Regions from separate parts of the Mus musculus genome. Here all the other regions are linked to region 4. Evidence: chromatin contacts called from public HiChIP or PLAC-seq data. All regions are on one chromosome and are shown on one strand. Each heading gives the region's core, a stretch centred on a gene start, on an enhancer-like site or on the middle of the called end of the contact. The rest is flanking DNA. Distances are from core to core; before and after follow the strand shown. Region 1 holds the start of 4933405D12Rik (RIKEN cDNA 4933405D12 gene). Region 2 overlaps Gm46822 (a long non-coding RNA gene). Region 3 has its middle 26 kb from the start of Gm40139. Region 4 has its middle 8.7 kb from the start of Gm43568. Region 5 has its middle 27 kb from the start of Gm4610.

Region 1 (5,483 bases), core at 160-2,659, 290 kb after region 4:
AAATTGCTTCACAGAACCAAGAAAGTAATAAAACAAGGCAAGCCCAAAATACACTGGTGGGTACTTTAGAAAGGCTGATTTAGGAAAGGAGAAAGCTCTTCTGTAAGCCCACGATGCTATCAGGGCTACTTGGTTGGTATAAGTTAGTGGGCTGCTAAGTTAGTAGACTCCAACAGGTTTTTATCTAATGGTTACAGGATATTCTGACATAGAGTTGAGTGGCTTATTAAAATACTCCCATGAAATACCTATGTAAATTCCACGCTTTACCTTATCTGAGCCTTCTGAAAATTCGTGACTGTAATTGAGACAGGCTAATTCCATGACAGACTTCTAATTGGCAGTTCCTGGGATTAGGCCTAAAATCCTAGGCTTCAGGCAGCTAGTCAGAAAGTGCCCTACCATCAGAAACGACCCCCCCCCCCCCAAAAAAAAAAAACCCAACCTGGCCTGAAGCAAGGACAATGGGTTTTCAGCCCTCACACCCAGGCAATAGTTTCAGAATGTCCTTAAGAGAGAGTAGATAAGGCCACCTACCCCAGGATTCCTCAGGCAAGTTTCTAGCCACCACACCAAGGTTATGCTTCTGGAATGCCCGAGATAAGAGTAAGACAAAGCCCATCTATCCGAGAATTCCCCCAATGTGCAGCGAGCATACTTGGTAATGGGAGACTCCAGCATGCTGGACTTCGACAAAATAAAACACTCTGTGTGTTTACAAACTACTTGAGTCTGGAGTATCATTCTTCAGCGAATCATGGACCCTTACAACGTCCACCTCATCAAAACTGTTTCAAAAATTATGAGCAAATCGCTCAAGTCTGTACAAAATCATCCAAAGTTCTCAAACTGTACACACTTCCCAAACATGTAAGAAACCAAAAAGTTTACGTGTATTGGAGAGATGATTCTACGGGGTCTGCCAACCTTTTTACATTGTCACACAATGTTGTCGTCTCCAAAGTTATTATCAGAGAATCTCACGATCTAGTTTTTTAAAAGGAAGGAAGAAAGAAAGAAAGAGAGAGAGGGAGGGAGGGAGGGAGGGAGGGAGGGAGGAAGGAAGGAAGGAAGGGAAGGAAGGAAGGAAGGAAGGAAGGAAGGAAAGGAAGGAAGGAAGGAAGGAAGGAAGGAAGGAAGGAAGAAGGGAGGAAGAAAGAAAAACATCCCCCCACACGCTCATGTTTATAAAAAGACTACTTTTGTGGGTGGGCAAGGCTGGAATCCTTTGAGGCGGTTCCTGAAGTTCTGGCATCATCTCAGAGAAAAGGAGTTGAGACAGTTTTCATCCCAGAAACCGGGAGAACCAGTAATGCACCCTGCAAGGCAGCGTTTGAGCTACGTGAGAGAGCTCACCTGCACCTTAGAAACCACCTCTGAACACCGCAAGGGGACACCCCACCAGGAAGCAACGGGGCGGGGCACAGAGCGCATGCGTGCGGTCGGGGAGGCGGGGCAGACACCTTCGCCAAGTTCGGGGGGCGAGGAGGGGTGGTGGAACAGAGCGCCTGCGCCAAGAGCAGCCGGCCCAGCGGAGTCTGCGCGTTCCCGGGAATGCCGAAGAAGGCGAATTCCTAGAAAGGGAGGACGCCTGCGCAGTCCGGAAGGCGGGGACGCGGGGGCGGGGCGGGGCGCGGCGGCGGGGGCGGGGCGCCTAGTCGATTGGCGGGGTTACCCGGAATTGGTTGCTAGACTGGGCGCGAAGCGGTCTTCAGGTTTGGTCTCAGTTGCGCGGAAGTGAAACGACGCGGAGATGGAGGTGAGCCAGGCGGCGTCTGGTACCGACGGTGTCCGGGAACGGAGGGGCTCGTTCGAAGCTGGAAGGAGGAACCAAGATGAGGCACCTCAGTCCGGGATGAACGGGCTTCCGAAACACTCCTACTGGCTGGATCTCTGGCTCTTCATCCTTTTCGACCTGGCCTTGTTCGTCTTCGTGTACCTCTTGCCCTGGTGAGTATCCTGAGTTGCAGAGTTGAAGAGCTTAGGAAGCTGGCGGCTGCTTCAGTCTTCTCGGAGAGGGAGGGAGGGACGGCAGCTAGAGATGGCGGAGTTGGAAGAGCGAAAATGGATTTCCTTGACACCCCAGTGGCAAGAGGAGTGTGGAGAAAACTTGACTTCCCATATTTGTCTGTTTCATCACCACAAACGAACTGTTAAGTGTTAGAAACCTATACCCATAATTAGATCTATCGTAAATAATAAAAAATAATTACTAAAAACTAATAAAAATAAAAGTAAATAAATATCGTAAGTAATAAAAAATAGAGCATGACAGGTTAAATGTGATTATATCTAAAGTGATTTGAGTGTTGTGCGCCTGCTTAAAATGCTTAGCCCAAAGCAAGCCTTGTAAACTTAACTTGTCCATAACTTATGCAGATAAACGCGTATTATCTTCCAGAGTATCCCCAGTCCTACATCTGTCAAAGAATGGAGTATCTTGGGTTTCTTTGGCTCTCATTTTTTCGGTTTTGTGGCAAATTAGAAGGCAGAGAATGGGGGGGGGGTTTGAAAAGATAAACAGTTTTTTGATAAAAACTCGTTAAGTCATTTTGGTATAGACATTTCAAGAACAGTGATTTATTATTTAGTTATTTTTAATGATCTCATTTTCACCTCTGGGTAGAAAATTCATGACTTAATAATGTAGGCCTTTAGTTTTCCTTATCAATAGTGTAAATTATGTAGGGATAGGCTAGCAGTATCTATGTTCAGCGTCCCACTAAATGTCAAAATAAGCAGATGAAGGAAACAAGTATTTGGTTTTTACAGACCGGTTTGCTGAGTCAAGAATGGGGCTTCTGGAGTGAATCTTGAAAACGACTATAGACTCTTGAATGAAGAGGACTCCAGCAGCTGACTTCGGCACCTCTATCTAACCTTTTCTTCAGCCCTTGACCTCACTAAAGTACTATCATATGTTTAAAACCTGTTTTTCATGGTTGAAGTAATGATTGTAGCTAAATGATAGATAATATATATTTTTAATAATGTCTGTAACTTAAGTACTTATGGGAAATAAATGTATGTAAAAAAAAAAAGTTATCTTTGTGAAGCTTACTTTCTCAAATATTGTTTTAAAACTATGCTATTATAAAATAATTATCTAGAGTTGAATAGGTAGCACTTACTCAGAAAGGCCACAGTCCCAAAGCAGCTACTAGAAACATTTTGGAAGCTGTTCCTTGTCATCTTAAGACCTGGGTGATTAGAAATTCTTTACTGTTGGTTTTAGTGCTATTCAGTATATGAGAACTGTCTAAAATACTCAGAGGGGGTGTTCTTCTCCCTTATAATTCACACTATTTGGTGAACTGTTTACAGTTGTCTTAAGATACTGTTGCATTTGCTTGGGTAATTTTTGTGCAAGGTGTAACTGAAGTATGCGTATTAGCACACAGGGCCGAGGTGACTCTTGAGTTCACCACACTCTGGGACCTGCTTACTAATTTTCTCTAATAAATGTTTAATCACTGAATTTAGTTTCACACTGTGTCAGATTCTCTGGTGGTAGAGTGGGGAGGTTAATAGCTTGCCATTAGGTCACACAAGTACTTTATTCTCTTGAGCCCCAGGCCAGCCCACCACAGCTGTCAGCTAACTGGACATTTCTAGGATGGAGACCTTAGTATGATGGTGAATTTTTGGGTCACTTTGGGCTAAGGGATCCATGACAGATGGCAAAACATTATTCCTGGGTCTGTCTGTGTTTCAGGAATAGGAGCTGATATGCTGGGAAAATAGTAAAGGAAGCCTCCCTGATGTGAGACCAGTCACCCCACCCCACCCCTTTTAGAACATGGATGAGAAGGCAGATGTCTCTGCTGGAACATCTATTTGTGTGGATACCATCCTGAGACGAGTGAAGGCTGTGCTGAGGGAGTCTGGCCTCAGAACACAACAGCAGAGTAGGCTCTGCGGGACAAGCCGGCTCAGAGAACAGCTCTGCCTCCAAGCAGGGCTATTCTGACCTTGGAGTTAACCAAAATGGGCCCCAGCTGGGACAATGACCCACTGCCTTAATGCCTCTGTGGTGTACCCCTCCCCTTAGAATAGCTCCCTTGAAAGTGTTTCTCATTCCTCTCAAGTCCACTGAAGCTGTACAGCTATATTTAATAAACTCTACTCCAGCCCTTTTCATTACTTTCCCCGTTGCCCAGGTTGCCAGCCTTTCAGCTACTTCCAGGAATGGGCTCTGCGCGGACATCAGTACTTGCAGATCTGAGTTCTCAGACTCTGGCCAGTCCCTGAGGTTTGGACTAGAACTCAAACTTCCCTAGGCTTCAAGCCTACAGTAGATGGATAGACATAGATAGACAGATAGACAGACAGACAGACAGATAGATAAATAGATAGATGATGGATTTCTGAGGTTTGTGTAAGACAATTTCTTGTGATAATTTCTCTCTATAATAGTGCTCTTTCCAAAGAACTCAAGTCCAGTTAATACACAATTATAATTGCCACAAAGGAACAGCATGCAGGCTCCAACTCCTATAGATAACTGAGAATGTTTTTTTTTTAGTAAACTAGAAATAAATGGGCTTTTCAAGGCAAGCTGCAAATTTGTTCTCATCAAAGCAAAAAGTAAGCTGGTAAGTTCCTTAGTAAATTCACAGTTGGTTTCTAAACATGAAGTAGCTTCTGATGGTTGCATTTGAATTGGCTTAAGTCTTGGAGGAACTTGTTAGGGAGGCATTAACCTTGAGTTACAGGATGAAAGTGAAGAGCTCCAAGTACTGGGCACTGAACAAGCTATGTTTGGAAGTCAGGAATAAAACAAGGCTGGGCATGGGCCAGATACCTGCTATAAGGCTTTTTAGTCAAGAATGGATTTTGCTTTTGCTTTTACATTTGATTTTGTTTCCTGAGACAGGGTCTTACTGTGTGGCCCTGTACACAGCTTTGCAGACCAGGTTGGCCTTGAACTCAGAAAGATCCACCTGCCTCTGCCTACCCAGTGCTGGGATTAAAGGCGCCCAGCTGGTTTTCTTTTTGTTAACAATTTGAAGTGCTTAGAAAACAATTTCATATTACATGAAAAGCACATCTAATCTAGATTTGATGTTGGTAAACTTTTATTGAAAAACAGCCCTTGACAAGGGAGCTAAAACCATCCAGTGGAAAAAAGCATTTTCAACAAATGGTGCTGGCACAACTGGCGGTTATCATGTAGAAGAATGCGGAATTGATCCATTCCTATCTCCTTGTACTAAGGGCAAATCTAAGTGGATCAAGGAACTCCACATAAAACCAGAGACACTGAAACTTATAGAGGAGAAAGTGGGGAAAAGCCTCGAAGATATAGGCACAGGGGAAAAAATTCCTGAATAGAACAGCAATGGCTTGTGCTGTAAGATCGAGAATAGACAAATGGGACCTCATAAAATTGCAAAGCTTCTGTAAGGCAAAAGACACCGTCAATAAGACAAAAAGGCCACCAGCAGATTGGGAAAGGATCTTTTTTTTTTTTTTTTTTTTTT
Region 2 (5,271 bases), core at 2,023-4,522, 440 kb before region 4:
TTTGACTCCTTTAGTTTCTATTTTCTTATCTCTTCTTCATCCTCCCGTCCCTCTTCTTGTGCCAACAACTCTTCATTAGCCACTTCCTTGGGAGCTCCTAGATGTCACCCTCAGCCATGCCTAGGTCAAGTTTGCTGATAGAATTTTGCAAGCCCCTCATTCTTGGTGAGCCATTTAAAACCATGGGCAAAACGCTTGTCTTCTTTCAGATGCCATCCTTATACTCCTTGATGATAGCACCTCGAATCCAAGTAAGTTTCCATCCATTCGTGGATGTTTTAATCCCCCAAGAATGCATCTGTGTCTTTACAAGCAATGGCTTGGGCAAAGCAGAGAGTGGTATTTGAGGGGGTGGAAGGGGTATAACTTTGATATTGTGATGTGAGTTCCAGCAAAGGGACAAAGTGTGGGGTCATTTTTTTATTTCTTATTTTTAGTATAGAATAGAGTTTATGTAGGGCATGAGAAGGGAAGTTGATGGGGTAGTAGAGACAGAAAGGCAGAAAGAGGGAGGGAGAGAGACGGAGGGGAAGGGAGGGAAGGAGGGAGAGCGGGAGAGAGAGAGCCATGAGCATGTGGAGGGGGGGAGGGGAAAAGGGATAGGGGGAAGAGGATAAGGGAGCAAAGGAAGAGGAGAAGAGGAAGTGTGGGGACATTATTAACATCGGAGAGATCTTTTTCTAGGCAATGCTTCTCTACTTTGCTGGCATGGCCATTCAAGAGAGCATCATGGGAAAAGAGCTGAGTTACCAAGACTTGCTATTCCTGCTGCACACTGGCAGTGGATCACAAGAGGTTTCAACCTGTAGCCTGTAGCCTGCATCAGTGCTCTCAAGCCAGACTGTATTCTGTCTTTGGAAGCTTTAAACCCAGCACTGACAATGCCCTCCTAAAGGTGAAAGTCCCATCAGGCATTCATTTCCAAAACAGAACACGTTAAATGTTTGCTCTAGTAAATCATTTTCCCCTGAAGTCACCTAACCCAGAGTTTCCAAGTTTAACTGTCTTCATGTTGGTATTCAGAGACTTGACATTCTGTGCATATTACATAGTGAATAATTCTTTTTTTTTTTAACCTCATAATTCACTCAGAGTTAATAGTAACCCAGCCTCATTGCTTGGCCTTCTCTTTCAACGGTGAGCTCATCCTCTGTGCTTTGGTTCTGGTTACCATGGTGCTTCTGTGCCTGGTCTTTAGTCCCGATCACTGGGAGCCTCTCCTTAAGTGATAGAGGCCATGGTGGGATTTCCCTCAGTCCTGTTGCCTTCTGTGAAGCAGATCCGTTAATGGTTCCCATTTTTCTTACTGGTTTTTCATCAAGACAATAACTTGGATGGAATGGAACATGACTGACTGGCACTCAGTAACCATTTCTGATTTCCCAGCTCCGTAGTCCTTACTGCTTTTAATTCTCCTTCCAAGTCTATCCTTCCTCTTGCTCTCTTGATGGTGATTAAAGAGTAAATCAGGCACGGTGGGAACATTGCGATCCAGAGATCTGCAACAGAGGAGACATGGAAGACTGCCGCCGAGCTAACGTAGCCTACTGTTTTACAGGAAGCTTTTTTTATTTTCTGATGTAGAACAGCATCAGCAAAAACAACAATAAAAAGGATATTACACCACATGCATGAATCAGTCATGCCGTCATTTATTATCATTCTCAGGTATTAGTACATTACGTAATTGTGGTTCTCTGTTTTTATTTGATGGGCCCAGAGTTGAGGTGTTTGTAGCAGCATCACCATAAATATGTAAGTAATGTTTTCTGCTGCAATCTTAGACTTACTATGAGATCACTGGGTGCCAAGGGTTTTCCAGCTCCAGTCTAGTCTTCCCAGACCATCATATACATGGCCTATCACTGACTAAAGTGCCAGTTTGTGTGTATGATTGCATTTGCCATAATCAGAGCACACAGCTGTCCACAGTCAAAACTAGTACCAACCTTGAAAAGAAGAAGGTGTGTTAGACTCCGTCAGTAGGGGAATAGTCTTCATTTTTACTTTATTTTACTTTGGTTGTTTTGCAGATGCTGTGAGATAGAATTTTACTATGTAGCTTAGGTTGTCCTGGAACCCACTATATAGCCCCAGCTGGCCTCCACCTTGAGGCAATCCTCCTGTCTCAGCCTCCCTGATATGTTATATTCAAGCTTGAGAATCTTGAAGATTTGTATACCACCATCCTTTGTTAAATAATGGTCTGTATGATTAAGATGGTAAAAAATATGACTGGACGTGGTGATGTATGCCTTTAATCCCAGCACTTGGGAGGCAGAGGCAGGCAGATCTCTGTGAGTTTGAGTCCATCTGGTCTACAGGAGAGAGAGAGAGAGAGAGAGAGAGAGAGAGAGAGAGAGAGAGAGAGAGAGAGTTAGTTCCAGGACAGCTGGGGCTACACAGAGAAACTCTATCTTGAAAAAAGACCAAACGAACAAAAATAGGAAAAATGTGAAGAAAACATATAGAATCATTAATTTGGTATTATAAATCCATGTATACCCCATCCTGAAATCAAATGAATTCATTCTGACAATTGAGAGAAACTGGTGCTGATGCACAGGGTTTTGACCAGTCTCTCAAAACCGAGGAGCAAATGACACATTGCCCTTATCCCAAAGCTGCCTTCTCATGTAGCAAAATATAACTTAGAAATACCCAGACAAACTGTAACCTAATTTGAGAATACATTCTTTAACAAGTAGCTAAGTCTTGGCCAATCATAGCAGATGAACCATCATAGAATGCAAACCAATAAATCAGCTGCTGACAAGATTCCAAGCAGGATCTTTCTATATGTCACTTCTGTTTCCTGCCAAATTGTTGAGTAGAACTCTCCAAACTGCCTTTATCCCGAGAGATATCTGATAACAAATGGATCTTTCATTCTGCACAAAGTGATGCTCTTAAATGTAACATGTCTAAGGTTTTTTTTTTTTTTCTTAATGAGCTGCCTAGCTTGTTCAAGTCCAACAGAGCAAGCTGAAGTTGCTGCATTCAAAACACACTGCCCTACAGCATACCATAGAGATCTTGGGAACATCCAGCGTTCCTAGTGCACACTTGGAGCTGGCTCCTCCCTGGCCCGTTTAGAGAACTTTGCCTGGACACTATAAGCAAGATCACCAGGTCTGATGACCAGCTGGGCCTTGTCAGATATATCAGCAGAGAGACTGTTTACAAACAGAATGGAAACGCGTCTAGTACCCACCAAAGCTATAAGCAGCTCTCTAGGCGTCCAACTACTCTTTGGATGGCATCCAAGGATCAACGGTCAGATGTTGCATAACGTAGCACGTGATCTACCAGCAGTGCACACATATACAATCACCCTTTGGCAACAGGCCTTGGCTTTCATAACCACATTCTTGGATTTTCTGGTGAATTGTTCAAACAGCCACCATAAATGAATGTCTGTGCCTGATGATCCTATTTTGCTATGGAAAAGTGAGTTGGCTAGTTGAAGGTGCTCAGACAAATGTAAATGGAGATAGCTGGCCCTGGCCGTTACAAAACCAGGTAAAGACAAAAGGATTTGGAAATTGCCAAAGAACACATCTATATGGTTAAGGATTTTTTTTCAATAGTTAGCATTTTCAGCAATATTTAACATGCTCTCAAGAAACAATATAAGCTACTAATTAGAACCAGCAAAAATATGCACACACACACACACACACACACACACACACTCACTAACCTGAGGGCAAAAGGAAACTTAATGCCAGAGCCACGGTCAGACTCAGGTCCTAACAGCCCCAGGCCTGTCTCCAGCCCACATTCACACTTTACTCTCCTTTAATGAGAAAGAATGGCAGAAACAGGCAGCAATTGAAGGAGGGCCAACACTACATGTGCTTACTAGTCAGGCTCTGCACAAAAGCATGGCATTCCTTCAACAGCAAGGGAGCGGGGAGGCTGGAACAGTGGCAGCGCTCACAAAGCTGGGAAGAAACAAACATTGGGACTGGCTGGGTAGGGTAGGATGAATAACAAAGCTGAAATGATACTGAACCGGGTACCAAGGGCAGGTACATCTGCTTTCATGGGGTCCCGAGACATCATAATTCCACCAGAAATCCATGGAGTATGCATTGTCTCGGTTGACCTTTGCATGATGTGAAAAGACAAGAAGATACAGGCCAAGATGGAAGAACAAGACAAAAAGATCCACAAAAGCTTTGAGAGACTTGAGACTCTTGGAGTTAACTAAGAATGCCCGTGCCTCTGGGAGCAGATTCGGCCAACTCAGAGAGGGCAGGCATAGGCTTTGTCCAGCTAAGATCCAAAGGTCTGATAAATAAAACAGGAGGTGGTGCTTAGGGCAAGGTCAGAGAGATGTTTCCTCTCAGGGCTCTTGCAGACCCCAGAAAGGCTTGAAGCCTTATGAGTGTTACTATGGCTTCACACCAACGAATTCACTGGCCTGCCATTACATGATTCGACTTCATTTCAAGAAAGCAACGGAGAAAAAAAGAACTGTTTATGGTCAGTCAGAGCAGCAAGAAGGGTGGTGGCCGCTTTGTAAATGATCAATAGCAAGTCAGAGAGAGGAGGCTGGGATTGTTTTGTTGTTGCTGTTGTTGTTGTTTGTTGTTTGTTTTTTTCCCAAGAGACTCTTAACCTACATGCCTTCCTACCCAGAGAGATGTGTTGCCAGGAACACTCACCCAGATCTTCAGGTTAATTGACAGCCCCAAACAAGGCCTTCTTTATAACCCTCATTAGGAGTTCTGCTGAGTTCGCCCAGGGGCCCTGCAGAGCAGTGCCGGCCCTGCCTTGTTCATTTCTTCACCGTTCTTGGCCCAAATTTTGTCTGAGCCCCGACTCTTGGTGATGGTGTTTTATGTAACCATGGCTGCTCACTGCTTCAGAACTTGGTATGATTAATGGTCGTAGGAACACTGCCCCCTTGGCAAAAAAAAAAAAACAAAAAATAAACAAACAAAAAAACAAAACAAAACAAAAAACCCCAAACCAAACAAACAAACAAAACAAAAACAAAGTCTTCACAACTCTCACCTTGAAGGGAATAAAAGATTTTATTCTGGAGCCAAATATAAGTGATCTCCGCCCAGGATCAGGCTTCTCAGATACCGTGTTCCACAGTGGAAGAGGTTTCTTGGGAGATGTTATTCATTAGTTACAGATCAAAGTCATAAATCAAAGGACTTTCAGAATATATGAGTGGGGCCCACGGGTAGGTAGAGCACAGCAAGTGGGGAAACTGTTCGATTGCAGACACCATCTGATAACATTCTTAGCTTG
Region 3 (5,635 bases), core at 2,669-5,168, 290 kb before region 4:
ATGATTTAAGCCACATTAAAGATTAGATGCCAACTTCGACCCTCCCTTCTCAGCCTGCCCAGTTCTGTGATTATAAGTATGTACCACCATGCCTGCTAGGTTGCCTATTAATGTCCCTATGGAGATGTCCCTTTCTGTCAAGTCTGGAGTCATCACAGGCACGTAGAAGGGGGCGGTGGCGTTTGTATACCTAAAGAAGAAGGAATTCTGCTTGACACTGCCTTGCAAGATCCCAAGAAGATGGACCAAAGAGAGACCGGTGTCCCTCCACTACAAAGAAACAAGCGTCGTAAACCATGAGACATGTTGCCTAATGGCGTGGAACTAACTGGTCATGCTCCTTCAGATGTCAACGCTGAAGACGCAGCTGTGTCTTTGCTCCTCCTAACCAGAGTGTATTGTGAAGAGCACAGTGTGGCAACAAAAAAGCCTAGACTTGGACCTCAGCTCCACTGCTCCCCCACTACAGACTTAGAGTAAGGCAACCCTGTATTATTTCTTCATCTGTATTTGGGAATAAAACAACTCCCAAGGCCCTTTAAATGGCCTCAATCCCGCTTATGTTAGCCTTATATTGCTACAGCAAAAGACCTGAAACAATTAAAAGGAGAGAGGGTTGAGTTTAACTCATGGTTTCACAGGTTCCTATCCTTTGTCATCCACCATTGTTTCTAGGCTGTGCTGAAGCAAGGCACCATGGTAGAACCAAGTCACTCACTCTATGGTCACCAGGAATCACAGGAGAGGGAGTTTGTCTTTGAAGAGATCCAGAGACAAGATAAACCATTTCAGGAGATACTCTCAATGACCCGCTTTGTTTAACCAAGTCTCCCCCTCCCCAAGAGCTTATCCAATTGTGAACTTATCAATGAATAATCCATTGATGACTTTAGTGCCCATATGATCCAATCACCTCAAGGGCTCTCTTCTGAACACTGAGACACTGGGATCAGACCTTTAATACTGAAGTCTTTCAGGTGCTCCATACCTAAGCCATAATGCCACCCATGTCAACGAATGTGAAAGTGCTCTAACTGTAAAGCAGTACACAAACACATATTATTGTTGAAGAGGTTAGCTTTGCACGTCACCTGATTCCTCCATGAGATATGAAGTAGTAAAAACCATAGTGATAAACACACCACCATTGATATGACACCCACACTCCCCCTTCCCAAGAAAACAAACCCCCAAGTGAACAAAGTCTTATCTAAGTCCAAAAAGAACACTCCCTTCTGCCTCTTCCCTGATAGAGAGTCTGATGTCATTGGTTCCTCCTCTGTGAGAAAGGTGAGGGGACTCCTTCATTGCTATTGATATGGAGTTGGGACTTTGTCCTGTGGACTCATTGAGCTTCCTGGGCTCAGCATTCTCAGCCTTTCTCTCTGGCAGGCACAGGACACCAAGTTATGTAAAAATATAAGTGAGGAGGAACATATCTAGTCTTATGCTGCTCATTTTAAATCTTTGACATGTCTTACTACTAATAATTATTTGTGACACAGCCAGTGTCTCACAGCCAGTGATGGTGTACCCAAGAAGTCAAGTTTGAAAACGTGCATCTTCATCTGTGAATGGCAATGAGAATTTTTCCAGTGCATTTTGGTGTCTTTGATGTCTGACACATGATTGACTGGTGGCTATAGCCAAGGAAGGACAAGCATCCTACCTCCCCACAGATAATTCTGGGCTCATTGCAAGCCTCAGGGAGATACTGAACCACAGCCCTGCCTTTATAGTGGCTTGAATAGGTTTGGTCCTGATAGACTCATGTGTTTAAATGTTTGGTTCACAGGGAGTGATGCTATCAGGAAGTGTGTCCTTGTTGGAATAGGTGTGGCCTTGTTGGAGGAAGTGTGTCACTGAGAGGGCGGGGCTTAAAGTCTTAGTGCTCAAGCTCTGCCCAGTTCAGAAAAGTCCCCTCCTGGCTGCCTTCAGATTTAGATGTAGAACTCTCACCTCTTCCAGCACCGTATCTGCCTGGGCATTGCCATGCTTCCTATCATGATGATAATGGACTGAACCTCTGAAACTAAGCCAGCCTCAATTAAATGTTGCCCTTTATAAAAGTTGCCTTGGTCATGGTGTCTCTTCACAGCAATGAAACCCTAAGATACCCTGCTGGTATCATTGCAGTTACACGTCAGAGACAGCGTGGAGGATTTCATTGCTTGGGTGAGCCAGTGACCTTCACACTCTACACTAGTGACAGTTTTAAGTGCAAGAGTTGGTGTCTAGCTTCTTTCATAGGTCCCTTTGGAGAGAGTGGTCTTCTGCCAGCAAGAAGTGTCTGAGGTTTCAGCTTGGTGAGGATGGGAGAACAGAGTGCAGGTGATAGTGTTGCTGTGTTCCGCTGGCGACGAGTGAGTCCCTAAGCTTGGCGCATGTGGATGGAAGGAGGGTTAAAGAATAGGTAGACATGTTCCAAAACCACCATAGTGATGTGGAAAAGCAATCATGCGCATGCTTGCACGCTCCCTCATCTAGTCTCTAGAAGGCCTCTGAGGGGTCACTAAGACAAGGGAAAGGAAGACCCTATTCTGTTGGTGCAGAACAAGGCTGGGAAATGTCCACCACTCCTAAGCAGCAAGATGGAGAGTTCCTAAGTGATGTTCTCAGTGGTCCCTTTCATCTCTGCGGTAAGGTGGCTTTTCATTTTCTGCAGCAAGAGGTGGCCCCAAACAAACACCTTGACCAGAATCCCACTTAAACTATTTCAACAACTCCTGTGACTTCCTGGGGCAAATGGAATTGCTTCCACTCAGCCACACCTGGATTCGAAAGGCAGCTAATTTTAGGCTCCTTGGTCCAATGCCAAATATCAAAGGAGAGTTGAAAGAATAATCTTTGCTCAATTAGAGTACAAATTCCTTCAACCGGGACCAATTCTGGTGCCTTGTTGTGTTAAGATAAGACCCCCCCCCCCCATTTATCACGTTCCTTTAAGCTGAGATGTTTCGAGTGAAACAGGAAAGGGGCAGGGGATGCATCAAGAGCTTTAAGCAAACTACTCATGGAGAATATGTAGCAAGCTGCAGAGTTGTAAGTGTGTAGTTGTGGAAGTTGTGTGGATACGAGGTGATTTGCATAATACTTGTATTTCTTTTGTAAGTGAGAATCAGCCATCTATAAGTTAAACACTTAATTTCAAATTTGAGAATGCTGTGAGGGAAGGTGCAAAAATAATGGGAGTTTCTGGAAATTGGATTTTCTTCAACTTGAACCAACTTGTATCACATAATTTCCAAGTAATTGCTAATATGATTTCAGATTTTTTTTTTGCCCTCTGTCCATTGAAATATCCACTTTAGATATTGCATTCATTTCCTTTTACTTGATGATTTATATTTCTAGTGGGAATCATGGTGGAGATCAGTACAGTTACCACACTGGAGGCCAGCAGGACCGCTCCATGATAAAAGGCGAAAGGCGTATGCTGCCAAGCCTGCTACCATGAATTCAGTCCCTGAGAAGCACGAGGCAGAGGAGAGAACAGATTTCTGGAAGTTCTCCTTGGGTTTCCACAAGTGTGAGTAGTGTGTGCCCCCTACACATAAATAACAAAAGTTACTGTAGACACATACACACATAGACACACACCATCACTTATTTCTTTTGATGAAGGATTCTTTAGTATATTTTCCGGGCCTACATAATGCTTTGTGGCTAACATGAATCATCTTGTAATTCCAAACTTAGTGGTAGTTTGAACATTTTAAGAAGGAAAACTGACCACATGAGTATTCGGTCAGACGTTGATCTGGAACCTTCCTATGTCCAACACTTCCTTGTGTCGTGGCTGATAAAGGATACACAAGAGCATTTCTGTCTCTTCCTACCCCGATCTAGCTACCAGCTGAGATAGGTGCACAGGCCACAGACACACCCGATTTCACTCACAGTATAACATGTTGAGCAATATAGTTCCAGCCCATGTGGCACTGAATCATCATGACACTGACAGGCATCAGGAGTGAGTGCTCTGTAAGATCATTACAGCTGGTTCCCAGGCAGATACATCCCTACTATGATTTATTAGTCATAATCCACACTTCCTAGAGAAATTGTCTTTATCTTCTTGATATCTCAAGGTGCTGTTCTGATAAAAGAAATAGACTCCCCTCCCCTCACACAGACCAGCTTTAAATTGTCACATTAATTATCTACCAGGTTATTTAACCATCAAAACAATTACATGCTTTTCTTTGGAAAAGTAAACCTGCTACTTACTAAGAGTCAAAAGGTTGTCACCGGGAAGTTAGAATTATTAATGGCTGAGGGATCATCAAAGAGAAGTCAAACAGAGTGGAAAAGAGCAGCCGAAGCTGGGAGCAGCAACAGGAACCTGTGCCAGCAACAGTGAGGATGAGCAGAAGATGGGGCAGTCTGCATGTGGCTCCGGCAATATTTATGAGCATTAAACAATGCATGCGATAGGCTGATAATGTCTGGAAACTGTGACTGCTGCCTTATAGGCAAAAGGGCCTTTGTGGTAGAAGATCACAAGAGGAAGGAGTTATTCTGGGTTGTTTGGGTGGAGCCTCTCTATGTAATTACAAATATCTTTATAAAAGGCAGAGGGAGATTTCACATAGACAGAAGACAGTGTGGTCCTAGAACAAAGATTGGAGTGATGTAGCCACAAACCAAGGAGTGCTGGCAGTCACGAGGGGCTGGAAGAGACAAGAAAGGATCATGGAAAATTAGAACTCCCCTGAGACATGTTCTTAGTGACCAGCTTCCCCCCCCCCCACTAGGCAGGAATTTCCATTGCTTCCCAATGACCTGTTCAAATTTTGAATCTATCAATAGGCAAAGCCATTCATTAAACCAGAGTCCTTGCGATATTATCCTCAAAGACAGACCTAGAGTAGTGCTTTCCTGTCTTCCATGTATTTTGTGCTGATTGGGTTTTGTCGAGTTGACACAAGGTAGAGTTATCTGGAAACAGACTTCCTTACAGTCTCTAGAGCATCAGTTTTCAACTGGTCACGATGGGTCACGATCTCTTTGGGGGTTAAATATAAGATATCCTATGCATCAATATTTACATTATGATTCATAATGATTGATTACAATAGCAAAATTACAGTTATGAAGTTGCAACAAGATAGTTTTAAGGTTGAGGGTCATTACAACATGAGGAACTGTATTAAAGGGTTAGGAAGGTTGCCAATGATTTGACTGTTAATCCTGTCAACCTGATTGAGTTAAATATTGTTTTTAGGATTTCTATTGCAGTCCTAAAATGCCATGACCAAAAGCACTTAGGGGAGAAAAGGGTTTATGTCATCTTACAACTCTCAGGTCAAATTCCATCACTGAGGGAAGCTCAAGGCCGGAGCCTGGAAGAAGGAACTGAAGCAGAAGCCATGGAGGCATGGTGCTTACTGGCTTGCGCCTCACGTCTTGCCCAGCTTGCTTTCTTATACAACACAGGACTATCTACCCAAAGGTGGGTGTGCCCTTTCTCATCCATCTTCAATCAAGAAAATGCCCCGCAGGTTTGCCCACAGGCAATCTGGAGGGAAGAGTTTCACAGCTGAGTTTCTTCCTTCCAGATAACTCTACCTTGTGTGAAGTTGACAAACACCAATCAGCATAAAACACTTAGGAGGTAGGAAAGCACACCTCC
Region 4 (5,938 bases), core at 1,789-4,288:
TTCAAGGTGACACGCCACCTGCTCTCACTGCTGCTTATTAACTCGCACATGCCATTTGGCTTTCTAAGATTCCTCGACGGGAAAGCCAGCTAGCGTGGCTTGAACAGCCCCGACCGGGATCATTGTTCTGGAGTTCACTGCAGAAAGGGTGTCTCTTTACTGGGACCTTTTTCCATCTCAGCAAAACTGGCAGCCAAGCGGTTCTTTGTAGGCAAACATGCAATCCGAGGAAACAAAACAAAACAAAGAACCTGTTTATGTGGACTGAAGAGGAGGCTCAATGGTTAAAAGCACTTACTGCACCTATAGAGGCCCTGAGTTTGATTCTCATACTCACACCAGGCAGCTCACAAACGACCTGTAACTCCCTCCCTCTCTCTCCAGTCTCTCTAACCTCCACAGGTACTCACATGCAGAAACCCACACAGTCACAGACACGCATACATATAATTAAGAATAAATAAATTAATAAAAAAATTTTTTTGCATACAGATTGTAAATAAATAAAAAAATTTGTGCACATAGATTGTTAAAGAGAAATCTGTTTATTACCTTTTCTTAGTGTTCTGGTTTGCCTGATGCGTCCAGAGGGAAGAAATGGCACAGATCACACGATGCAGTGCATTTGATTATATTCACAAAGCCAACTTGGACACTGCGAGGAGCCCATGCCCTAGAGATGCAGTGAATTTCTTTTGACAGCAATTCTGGGGTTCTTCGGTTTTTAAACTGGGCAATCTCTAGAGGCCATTGCTAAGTGTTTCGTGTATTCTTTGGGAGGTAGTGCTCTAATTCTCCCTCAGTAATCCTGAACTAGAGTCTAACTAGAGAATTCTTAAGATGGCGTTGGGGGTGTTGTTTGACCTGCTCGGGTTTGCTTTAGATGTGTCTGTGGTTTAGTGAGAGTTTAGTTAGATGTTTCAGGCTGGCTCAGAACTCAGAATTTTCCCATCTCAGCCTCCTGAATGCTTAGATTAAGGTGTGCCCTACTACATCAGACAAGCTATATATATGTGCATGTATATGTATATTTATATATAGTGTATATATCTACCATATATATATTAATTTGTGTATACAGATGTTCTGCCTACATGTCTGTTTCTTCACCATGTATGTGTCTGTCAAGGCCAGAAGAGGGTGTCAGATCCCCTGGAACTGGAGTTATAGCTAGCTGTGAGTTGTGAGCTGCTGAGTGGCTGTCAGGAATACACATGCATACACATATGAGTCTATGTGAACACATATATGCTGATGTTGGGTCCAGAGGTTGACATCAGGTGTGTTCCCTATCACTGTCCATGTTACTTTTTAAAATTAACTAATTTGTGTGTATGAGTATTTTGCATGTAAATATGTCTGGGCGCCCTATGGGCTACTCCCCTCTCCTCACGGTAGGAAAGGATGGTCGTCAGCCAAACATGAATCCTGTTTCCACACATTTAATAGTAAGATCCACAGTTTAAATTTCTATTAATTAATTAGGGTGTTTATTAATTTATTGTGTGTGTTGTGTGGCATATGCATGTCACAACATGCAATTCCAAGGACAACTGTTGGAGTTAGGAGTTGGAGTTAGGCTATCAGGCATGGTAGCAGGCATCTTTAGCTGCTGAGTCATCTTTTGCTGGCTCGGTATTTGTAGTTGCAAATGCCTAGCTGTGGGCAGGTGACATGGCTCAGGGAATTAAAGGTGCTTGCTGCCAAGCCATGAACTTAAGTTCACTCTCTGGTGCCAGCAGGTGGAAGGAGAGAACCGGCTCCCACAAGTTGTCTTTGGGCTTCCACAGATGTGCCATGGTACACACCTGTCACAATAAATACTAAAATTAAAAGCCAAATTATCTGACTTTAAAACAAGAGGTATCATACCCTAAAATTATTTCTGAACTTTATAACTTAATTTCCTTCAATGTAGGCTAATGTGTTTCCTGTTTCTTGAGAGTCTTGGGTATGGCCTTCCAAATCTGTGTCTATTTTTGAATACGTCAGTACACTGGAATTTCCCAATCTAGATGATAACATCTTCAAGGACTTGAGCCAGGTCAGTCACAAAGGCATATTAATCCCATCTCTGAGGACAGTAATTAGCCCTGCAGTGTAATGTCTAAGACAGCATAATCTACAAACACTTCAAACAAAATAATTTCTTTAAATTCCTCTAAGGAAAATAAAAAGAATTTTAGACTTTCCAGACAGTTCCATACATCTTAGCTTAGAGGTGAAGTTATTCTTTGTGATAACCAGACGGGATCAGAGTTTGACGCTTCAGTTCTCAGTACACAGCTTCTCCTGTTTGCACAACAACTGTGTTCTAGCATTGTGATGGCTTGGGTTCCCTTGTTCTCATGTCTGCCATGTCCCTGTGCTGCAAGTTGGTGACCTGGGTATACCTGATTTTACACCTTCCATGTTCCAGGAGTACTGTGTGCATGCCTGTTTGCATGTTTGCCATGTTCCCTGCATGCCACCACCTGATGGCCTAACCACATCTGCTTGCACATGCTCCGTGTCCCGGTGCTGCCATTTAGTGGGTTGTACATGCTGTTCACACACCGGCCAGGTTCTAGCACGGACACAAGAGTGGTTTAGACTGGCCTGTCTGCACACATGCCATGCCCTGGGACAGCCACAGGACACCGCAAGAATAGACTTTCACACACCTGCCTTGTCCAGGAGTCACCAAGTAATGGGGTCGTCAATCCGGTTCTTTTTTTTTTTTTTTTTTAAGATTTATTTATTTATATGTAAGTACACTGTAGCTGTCTTCAGACACTGCAGAAGAGAGGGAGTCAGATCTCATTATGGATGGTTGTGAGCCACCATGTGGTTGCTGGGATTTGAACTCCGGACCTTCGGAAGAGCAGTCGGGTGCTCTTACCCACTGAGCCATTTCACCCGCCTGTCACTCCGGTTCTTAATTACGCTGTGTCCCCAAACTTCCAATTGTCAACCTAGGGTCACCTGTTGGGACACATACCATTTCCCAGTGCCACCAGGGGTCGTCATGAGTATACTTGTTCCGGAGTCTGCAGTGTTCCAGCAACACCATGTGTTGGCACAGGCACCTTTGTCCACAAGCCTGTCAAGTCTCAGTCCTGTGAAAGTCTGGGCAAGCCCAAACATTCGTGAATCTCACCTACCAGTTCTGCTGTGTTGCAGTGCATTTGACAACCATGTTCTGTTCCAGGACTGCAAAGTAGGGGATCAGGTTCACCTGCAAGTTGCCTCCTAGCACCTCTACGTGGTAGCAAGCTCATCTATTGACACTCTTTCCACGGACCCAGAATCTCCAAGTGATGGCCTGGGCATTCCTGGTCACTTGTTTGTTGTGTTCCAGTGCTGCCACCTGGTGGCCTGTGTTTACCTGTTCACATGTCTGGTGTGTCTCAGTGCTGCCACCTGGTGGTCTGTACATGTTCGTTTACATACTTGGCTATGTCTCAAAACCCGGGCATGCAGGTTTGAATGCCTGCTGTGTTCTAGTGTTGTGTTCCACTAGGCTGTCTGGGCACACCTGTTCACATGCGCTCTGTGTTCTTATGCTGCCATTCGTTTGTATGCATGCTGAGTCCCAGGGCCAACATGTGGGGGCTTTGGTATATCTGTACTAAGACCTACTATATCTTTGTGCCACAACTTGGTGGTGTGGGAATGCCTGGCTGCAAGCCCGCTATGTCCCAGCACTGCCACTTCATAGCCTGCTGTGTTTGCATGTCTGCTGTGTTACTAGGCCACCAGTGTGATGCCCTGGGCAAGCATGTTGCATGACTGCTGTGTCCCATTGCTACAACATGGTGACCTGGGTAGCCTACTTGCCTGCCTGCTGTGTCCTAGGGTCACTAAGGGGTGGTCTAGGCATGCCTGTTGTCACACATGCCATGTCTTAGTATAATGCCTGTTGGGATGCATGCTGTTTCCCCGTGCCACCATGTTGAAGAATTCCTTATGTACACATCTGCCAAGTCCCAGCACCACCCCGTGGCAGAATAGCCACTGGAGTTCAAATGTGTACCACATCCCAGTAGTGTCGTGCCGTGTTCTGGACTCACCTGTTCTCACGGGAGCCAGATCTCAGTGCTGCCCTGCGGTGGCACAGGATCTTGTGTTCACGAGCGGCCATGTTTTAGCGTTGCCACATGGGGGATATGCTCACCTGTTATACTCCAGCTGTGTTCTAGTGCTCCCCAATCTGTGTGTATTCCTGCCCTGTCCCTTCTCTGCCCTGTGATGGCCTAACTATGCCTGTTTGCATGCCTGTTGTGTTTCATTGCTACCATGCAGTGGCCTGGGCAAACCTGTCAAATGCCTGCCAGGACACCGAGCTGCCATGTGGCAGCCCAGGTGTACCTGCTGCATGTTTGCCACGTTTCAGTGGTGCCAGGTCACAGCCTGGGCAGCCCTGTTCATTTGCTATGCCCTGGGGCTGCCAAGTGACTGTAGCAAACATGCCATGTCCCAGTACCACTACATTTTTGCCTGTGCATGCTTGTTCATACATGTGTTCTTAGCCGGACCAACATGTTATATAGCCTGTGCTCATTTGTTGTCATAGTTTGAGTTTCATTGTTGTGAACAGACACAACAACCAAGGCAACTCTTTTTGTTTGTTTGTTTTTTCGAGACAGGGTTTCTCTTTTAGCCCTGGCTGTCCTGGAACTCACTCTGTAGACCACAGAGATCTGCCTGCCTCTGCCTCCCAAGTGCTGGGATTAAAGGCGTGCGCCACCACCGCCCGGGTCAAGGCAACTCTTATAAAGTATAAAATTTAATTGGGGCTGGCTTACAGGTTCAGAGGTTCAGTCTATTATCATCATGGCAGGAGCATGGCTGTGTCCAGGCAGGCATGGTGCAGAAGGAGCCAGGAGTTCTACACCTTGATTCTCAGGCAGCAGAAGAGACTGTTTCACACTGGGTGGAGCTTGAGTCTAGGAAACCTCAAAGCCTGCCCTGCCCCCACAGTGACACTCTTCCATCAACATGGCCACACCTACTCCAAGGCCACACCCATTCAAACAAGACCACACCTCCTAATAGTACCACTCAGCATGGGCCAAGCTTTCAAATATAAGAGTCTATGGGGCCACACCTATTCAAACCACCACTCTGGATCACAAATGTGCTGTCATCCAGGGCTGTCCCATGGTGACACAGGCTTGCCTTCTCACCCAAGAGCTGTGTCCCAGTGCCACAAAGTACTGGACTGGGCATCCCTGTTCACACCCCTGCTTTGTTCCAGTGCTGGGCCCTCAGCGTTCCTGATCTTAAGCCGGCCAAGTCATAGGACCACTATGGGGTTGCCTGAGACACGTGTGGTGCACCCCTGTCATGCGCACCCACATGATATCCCAGCAGCACCACACGGCAGCATAGAAACACGTGTATGCATGCCTGCAGGGTCCCGGTGCCTCTATGGCTGTACACGCATGACTGTTTTCACACCTGTGGTGTTTTAGCACTACCACTTGGTGGTGAAGGCATGCCTATTTACATGCATGTTGTGGCACAGAACCATCCATATGAACTCCTCTGCTCACCCATTTTCCATGTCCCAGCACTCCTATGTGGCAGCGCAGGCTCTTGTTCAAATGCAGTTGGTATTACAGAGTGGTTGCACAGTGGTCTGGCTCACTTGCTCACAAACGTGCCATTTCCAAGTTCTGTCATGTGGTTGATGGGCTAACTTGTCCTCATGCCTATCCTGTGCCAACACTACCATGTGGAGGCATGGGCACACACCGTTCTTACTGTATCCCAGTCCATCCACATGGTGGCCTAGAAACACCTATTAACTTGTCTGCCTAGTCCCAGTGGCATGAGTTAGTTGTTGCCTGGGCACGCCTGTTTCCACACCTGCCATGTCCCAGTGCTGGCACATGGAAGTCTGGGCTCACATGTTTGCATGCATGTTGTGTCTCAAGGCTGCATGGTGGCAGCA
Region 5 (5,265 bases), core at 1,466-3,965, 270 kb before region 4:
CTCTTCACAGCTGCACATAACTCCAGACTCCAGCAGAGCTCACCAGGCTGTTTGCACTTAGCTGCTGATCTACCCTGCCCAGCCCAACCCTGCAGAGGTACACTTCACTGGCACCGTTGGAGAAGCTGCTAACCACTGTGAGAGATCTGGTGCCTGGCAGCCTCATCTCTGACCCGAGGCCAGCTCTGCTTAGCCCCAGTGCATTCCTTCCTGGCTCAGCTCATCCTTGGTGCTGGTACCAGCAGGGGGAGGAGGAGGAGGAGGAGGAGGAGGAGGAGGAGGAGGAGGAGGAGGAGGAGGAGGAGGAGGAGGCTGAGCTCAAGCCCAAGTTTCACTCCGTTGGCAGCCTGCAGGCCTACAGGGTGGGCTCTTGGTGGGTTAAGGTTGTGATTATGGCTTGGGGATGCCTGTTAGATAAGTTTTTCTGTATTTCAGTTCTTAATTTCCATGTTTGGAAATGAGCAGATTTCCTTAAAGGATATCATTCAGTCTGCTTACTACTCTAAGGTCATCCATCTTGTCCCTACTTTGAAGTCAAGGAAACTAAGATGCTACAGTCTTATCATAGGTGGGTGCCAAAGTTTAAACTAAATTCCAGTCTTTTTAATTCAAATATATGCCCTATACTCTGTACAGCCACATCACTGACCTCACACTCTAAGCTTCCGAGTGGTCACTGCTCACACTTTACTTTCTACCCAGTCTGATGTCTTCCGAATTTTGCCACTTGATAAAACTGCCTTAATTTTCTTGAGCTTCCTCAGAAAAATTAACACAAACTCGATGAGTTAACGCAACAGAAATTTATTGTGGTAGTCTGATGTTGTTGCCCAATGCTGACTGGAATACCTGATGCTGGGTAACCTTATAAAGAAAACAAGTGTTGTTTACCTTACAGTTTTGGAGGCTCAAAAACCATGTAACCCCCATTGGTTTGGTCTCTGGTGCAGACCCAAGGATTGATGCTATCATAATAGAATACCTGTGTCAGCAAGACATAGCATGACTAGACAGGGAGCCCCACGGAGACCTTGGCCAGGTTCCACTATTATAACAGCTTGCCCTTGTGAGAACTCACTCTAGGAGAACAGCGTCTCCAGGGACCTAGCAGCCTACCACAAAGCTGTTCTTCTTCAAGGGTCCTATCACCCCATGAACATCTGGAGGGCAAATCACATCAAATACATCTGGTCTCACACCTCAAGAGCCAGAAAAGCTCGAAAGTGTCAAGCTATGAGCAAGGCTGACTCCTGGAGTCTCTGAGGGAAGATGCTCTCAGTCTCTGCTTGCTCCTGGAAGGAGGCACCATGTGGCCCTCCAAGGCGTGTGACCGAATTGCCCAACTTGCCCCATCATCTTTGATTTTTTTTAAATATAATATTTTAATTTTAATTAAAAATATTGTCATATGATATGTTTTGAAGATGTTTTTCCCTCCCCCAACTCCTCACGGGTCCTCCCACCTCCCTACCCAAGCAGCTTTATGTTCTTTTTCTTTTAAAAAATAAGACACACACAAAAAAGGAGGTAAAACAGACAGACAGACAGACAGACAGACACACACACACACACACCACAGACACAGACACAAAACCAAAACAACCCCCAACCACAATTTAAAAAAGAAAAAAGCAAAACAAAACCTCAAAACTTCACTGGTATATCAATCACACTTCAGGTCAGGCCCCATGCCCAAGAGTTGTTGGGCGACACAAAGGACCCCAGTGGCATTTTTGTGGACTTTTTGTTTTATTCTGCTTTATTTTGGCACATGACTCCTTTTCTATACATCTCTCAGTGTCTGCTTCCATCCACATTTCCTTGTCTCTGCCACAAAGACACTATTAAGCTTGCCCTAATGCACTGTGACCTCATGTTAACATCCGCACAAGCCCGTGGCCACAGAAGCCTGCATTCTCAAGTTCTAGACAGACGTGAATTCCTAAGCAGTGTATGTGTGTGTGTGTGTGTGTGTGTGTGTGTGTGTGTGTGTGTGTGTAGGGGGAAGCACACACTGCTTAGCCTAGTATACTGGTATTTCCCTGGTTGAGACTCTCACCAGCACTGGACAGCACAGAAAACTCTGTATTGAGCATCTGTGTTAAGGCTTTGCCCTCTCCAGTCCATTGCTTTCTGGAAAATAAATTCACCTGTAGCTCTGTCTCCCTGACTTCAAAATACTAATGTGTCTATATAGCTGACAGCAGCGGCTCTCAGTCTTAAGTGTGTAAAAGGGTCAAGAGGAGAGGGTCTCAACCTTCGAGTCACAACCCCCCAAGGAAGGGTTGAACAATCCTTTCAAGGGATTAGCAGATATCCTGCATGCCAGCTGTTTACATTACAATTCACAGCAGTAGCAAAATTACAGTTATGAAGTAGCAACAAAATATTTTATGGTTGGGGTCACCACAACGTGAGGAATTGTGTTAAATGTCACAGCATTAGGAAGGCTGGGAACCACTGGCCTACAGAGAAGCCTTTTAGAATCCAAACTTTCTGATTTATGGACGAAGGGAAAAGGTCAGGAATTTGCATTCTGACCAGTTCCAGAAGATTCTGTAGAAAAAAAGATTCAGACTGTATCATGGCATATAAGAATCCTTGGTCTGATCCAGTTTCTATTTTTAGTTGTATCATCCAGCGCTCCAGCCTCAGCCATGAAGCCTGAGTGCAGCCAGCAGGGCTCCTCCCCTTTCTCTCCCTCCTCTCACCTCTCACACAACAGGGATCGTGGTGAAGTGGTTTGGATTCGCAGCCTGTCTGGACAATTACTCAACTGCCTGTGTCTCTGCTTTGTCAGCCATAAAGTTGAGTAACCTTCCTTCTATAAGCCTGCTGTGAGCAGAATCCCTAACTGTGGTGGTCTGGGAGCTGAAATCCCTAACTGTGAAGGGCCTGGAGCTGAAATCCCTAACTGTGAAGGGCTCGGAGCTGAAATCCCTAACTGTGAAGGGCTCAGAGCTGAGTAAGCACACAGAAAACCCTGGGTCCATTAACTACCATCTCCTTGTCCGCCCTCCAGTCACCATTGCTGAATATTTTTATTTGTGCTAGCATAGTGCACAAGCTAATCCCACCATTTCCCTGCATATATGTGGGTTCCTTTTTATGTGGTTTAGGGAAATATTTGGCTTTTTTTTTTAAGTAAGTAGTTTGGTGTCTTAATTATGTTTTTGTTGTTGCTGTTGTTGTTGTTGAAAATACACTTTTTTCTCACATAATGTATCCTGATTACGGTTTCTCCTCCCTCTACTCCCGTCAGTTCCTCCCCACCTCTCTGCCCATCCAGATCCAACCATTTTTGTCTCTCAGTAGAAAACAAACAGGTTAATAAGGGAAAATAATGAAATATAATAAGATAAAACTATCACATAATAAAACAAAAAAATACAGACATAGAGACCCACTCTTATCCTCTCTCTATCATCCTCCCATAGGGTTCCCTAGCCCTGAGAGGAGGGATTTGATGGGGACATCCTGTTTAGGCTTAGAGTTCCAAGGTCTCTCACTCTCTGAGTATTGCCTGGCTATGGATCTCTGCATTTGTCCCCATCTGCTGCAGGAGGCTGAGCAAGACACTGATCTATGAGTATAGCAGGATGTCATTAGGAGTCATTCTTTATTTTTATGTTTATTGCTATATTCTTCAGTAGAACAGTAGTGTTTGGTTTTACTCTAGGTTCCTGGGCTACCTAGTCTCAGGTTCCTTGCCACCCAAACAGAGTCAGATATGGAATCTACCTCTTGGAGTGGGTTGAGTCAACTCAAAGCCTGGCTGGTTACTCTCTGAAGCTTTGTGTCACGATAGCATTAACATATCTTGTAGGCAGGACACCATTGTAGATCTAAGGGCCTATGGCTAGGTTGGTGTTTACGTTTCTTCATTGGTAGTTTGCAGAGTTGCTGTCCTGTAACAAAGATGCTAGCACATAGGGTTGAAAGCTCTATGTAGACACCACCTCTCTCTTCATGTTCAATGAGGAGTATAGGTGTTGTCTTCAGCAATGGGGCCATCCCATCAGTTTATGGATAGCAACCCATAGTCTGATGGTCTGGAGTGTTTAGGTTTTCCCATGGGACCTCTTTGGCCAACAACCTAACTAGATATAACCTATTTCCAGTAGTAGAAGCATCATTTGGTGGTGAGAGATGTCCAGTTGGGGTTCTGTCTCCCCCATTTTTGGCAACTTCATTTAGATCACCTTCACATGTATATGTATTGTAGGAAACTTTTATTGTATTAGGTTTCCCTGCCCCTCAAATGGCCCTTAATTTTAGCTGTGTCTCCCTGTATTCCCTCTATCTTAGAATTTTGTTGCTGTGAAGATGTACCATGACCACTGCAACACTTATAAAGGAAAACATTTAGTTGGTGCTGGCTTACAGTTTCAGAGGTTTAGTCTCTTCTCGTGATGTTGGGAAGCATGGCAGTATGCAGGTAGACATGGTGCTGGAGGAGCTGAGACTTCTACATCTTGATTCACAGGCAGCAGAAGGAGACTGTGAACCACACTGGCCACAGCTTGAGCATAGGAGACTTCCAATCCCATCCCTAGAGTGATGTACTTCCTTCAACAAGGCCACGCCTACTCCAACACAGTCACACCTTGGAATAGTGCCACTGCCTATGGGTTAGACATTAAAACACATGATTCTACGGGGTCCACATCTCTTCAAACCCCCACCCCTCCTTCGTTCCTCCCTTCCCCCTTCCCATTTGGTCCTTCCATTCCAGCTCCTCCCTCCCCATCCATACCATGTATTCTCTTTCTTAACAAGATCTATCTGCCCCTCCTAGTTCCTCACTCCATACTTAAGCTCTCTGGTTCTATGGCTTGTAGTTTGGTTATCATTGACTCAATAGCTAATGTTTTCATATAAGTGAATACACTGTATTTCTTTTTCTGGGTCCAGGTTACCTCACTAAGGATGCTCATTTCTAGTTACATCCCATTTACCTTCACATTTCTGTGCTGTTTCTAATTTCTGGCTACTATGAATAGAGCAGCAATAAACGTGGTTGAGCAAGGGTCTCTGTGGTAGGATGAAGCATCCTTCAGATATGTGTCTAAGAAGAGTATAGCTGGATTGTGAGTTAGATCAATTCTCACCTCCCTGAGGAACCACCCACTGATTTAATAGTGGTTGTATAAGTTTGCGCTCTGCATCCTAACCAACATGAGCTGTCATTTGTTGGTACTTATAGACATTCTGAAGGTCGTAAGATGAAATCGCAAAGTAGTTTTGATTTTCATTTCCCTGATA

The links. HiChIP or PLAC-seq counts read pairs in DNA pulled down with a chosen protein or histone mark.
Region 1: a FOXA1 HiChIP or PLAC-seq map of pancreatic cancer cells shows a contact between it and region 4. The contact joins the promoter of 4933405D12Rik here to the enhancer-like site in region 4. A contact is called at or near these places in 6 of 39 promoter capture datasets (the C10 cell line, the HPC-7 cell line, cranial neural crest and 3 more), 5 of 484 Hi-C or Micro-C datasets (cranial neural crest, embryonic stem cells, epidermal suprabasal cells and 1 more), 12 of 115 datasets of contacts at active chromatin or transcription factors (the 230-238 cell line, astrocytes, craniofacial prominence and 5 more) and 2 of 9 other capture datasets (adipose tissue and liver).
Region 2: a CTCF HiChIP or PLAC-seq map of the NIH/3T3 cell line shows a contact between it and region 4, with 7 read pairs. The contact joins two enhancer-like sites. A contact is called at or near these places in 3 of 15 datasets of contacts at CTCF or cohesin (the NIH/3T3 cell line, large pre-B cells and pro-B cells), 10 of 484 Hi-C or Micro-C datasets (B cells, CD4 T cells, cardiomyocytes and 6 more), 8 of 115 datasets of contacts at active chromatin or transcription factors (the NIH/3T3 cell line, astrocytes, differentiating embryonic stem cells and 4 more) and 1 of 9 other capture datasets (embryonic stem cells).
Region 3: a contact with region 4 is called in a CTCF HiChIP or PLAC-seq map of the NIH/3T3 cell line, with 7 read pairs. The contact joins two enhancer-like sites. A contact is called at or near these places in 1 of 39 promoter capture datasets (embryonic stem cells), 2 of 15 datasets of contacts at CTCF or cohesin (the NIH/3T3 cell line and embryonic stem cells), 7 of 115 datasets of contacts at active chromatin or transcription factors (craniofacial prominence, embryonic basal ganglia, embryonic limb bud and 4 more) and 1 of 9 other capture datasets (embryonic stem cells).
Region 5: a contact with region 4 is called in a FOXA1 HiChIP or PLAC-seq map of pancreatic cancer cells. The contact joins two enhancer-like sites. A contact is called at or near these places in 1 of 15 datasets of contacts at CTCF or cohesin (the NIH/3T3 cell line), 2 of 115 datasets of contacts at active chromatin or transcription factors (acute myeloid leukemia and pancreatic cancer cells) and 1 of 9 other capture datasets (embryonic stem cells).

The regions. Positions count from the first base shown.
Region 1 is chr3:122,922,707-122,928,189 of GRCm38.p6, forward strand. It overlaps 4933405D12Rik (RIKEN cDNA 4933405D12 gene), which reads right to left and starts at 1,410. Exons shown (of 6, transcript NR_046036.1): 1 at 1,357-1,410. 1810037I17Rik (RIKEN cDNA 1810037I17 gene) reads left to right here and starts at 1,691. Exons shown (of 2, transcript NM_024461.2): 1 at 1,691-1,950; 2 at 2,773-3,488. The coding sequence starts at 1,754. The coding sequence ends at 2,773.
Region 2 is chr3:122,195,954-122,201,224 of GRCm38.p6, forward strand. Gm46822 (a long non-coding RNA gene) reads right to left here. Exons shown (of 6, transcript XR_001783970.1): 6 at 1,453-1,499. Among named protein-coding and RNA genes, the nearest start is that of Gm40137, 13 kb to the right of the region's middle. Within about 2 kb of position 3,273, at least 83 of the 459 cell types and tissues checked have an H3K27ac peak or open chromatin away from gene starts, as enhancers often do. A contact at or near this core is called in the NIH/3T3 cell line and pancreatic cancer cells, where this site is marked.
Region 3 is chr3:122,344,958-122,350,592 of GRCm38.p6, forward strand. No RefSeq gene overlaps it. Among named protein-coding and RNA genes, the nearest start is that of Gm40139, 26 kb to the left of the region's middle. Within about 2 kb of position 3,919, at least 53 of the 459 cell types and tissues checked have an H3K27ac peak or open chromatin away from gene starts, as enhancers often do. A contact at or near this core is called in the NIH/3T3 cell line and pancreatic cancer cells, where this site is marked.
Region 4 is chr3:122,635,468-122,641,405 of GRCm38.p6, forward strand. No RefSeq gene overlaps it. Among named protein-coding and RNA genes, the nearest start is that of Gm43568, 8.7 kb to the left of the region's middle. Within about 2 kb of position 3,039, at least 31 of the 459 cell types and tissues checked have an H3K27ac peak or open chromatin away from gene starts, as enhancers often do. A contact at or near this core is called in the NIH/3T3 cell line, epiblast stem cells and pancreatic cancer cells, where this site is marked.
Region 5 is chr3:122,362,811-122,368,075 of GRCm38.p6, forward strand. No RefSeq gene overlaps it. Among named protein-coding and RNA genes, the nearest start is that of Gm4610, 27 kb to the right of the region's middle. Within about 2 kb of position 2,716, at least 103 of the 459 cell types and tissues checked have an H3K27ac peak or open chromatin away from gene starts, as enhancers often do. A contact at or near this core is called in the NIH/3T3 cell line and pancreatic cancer cells, where this site is marked.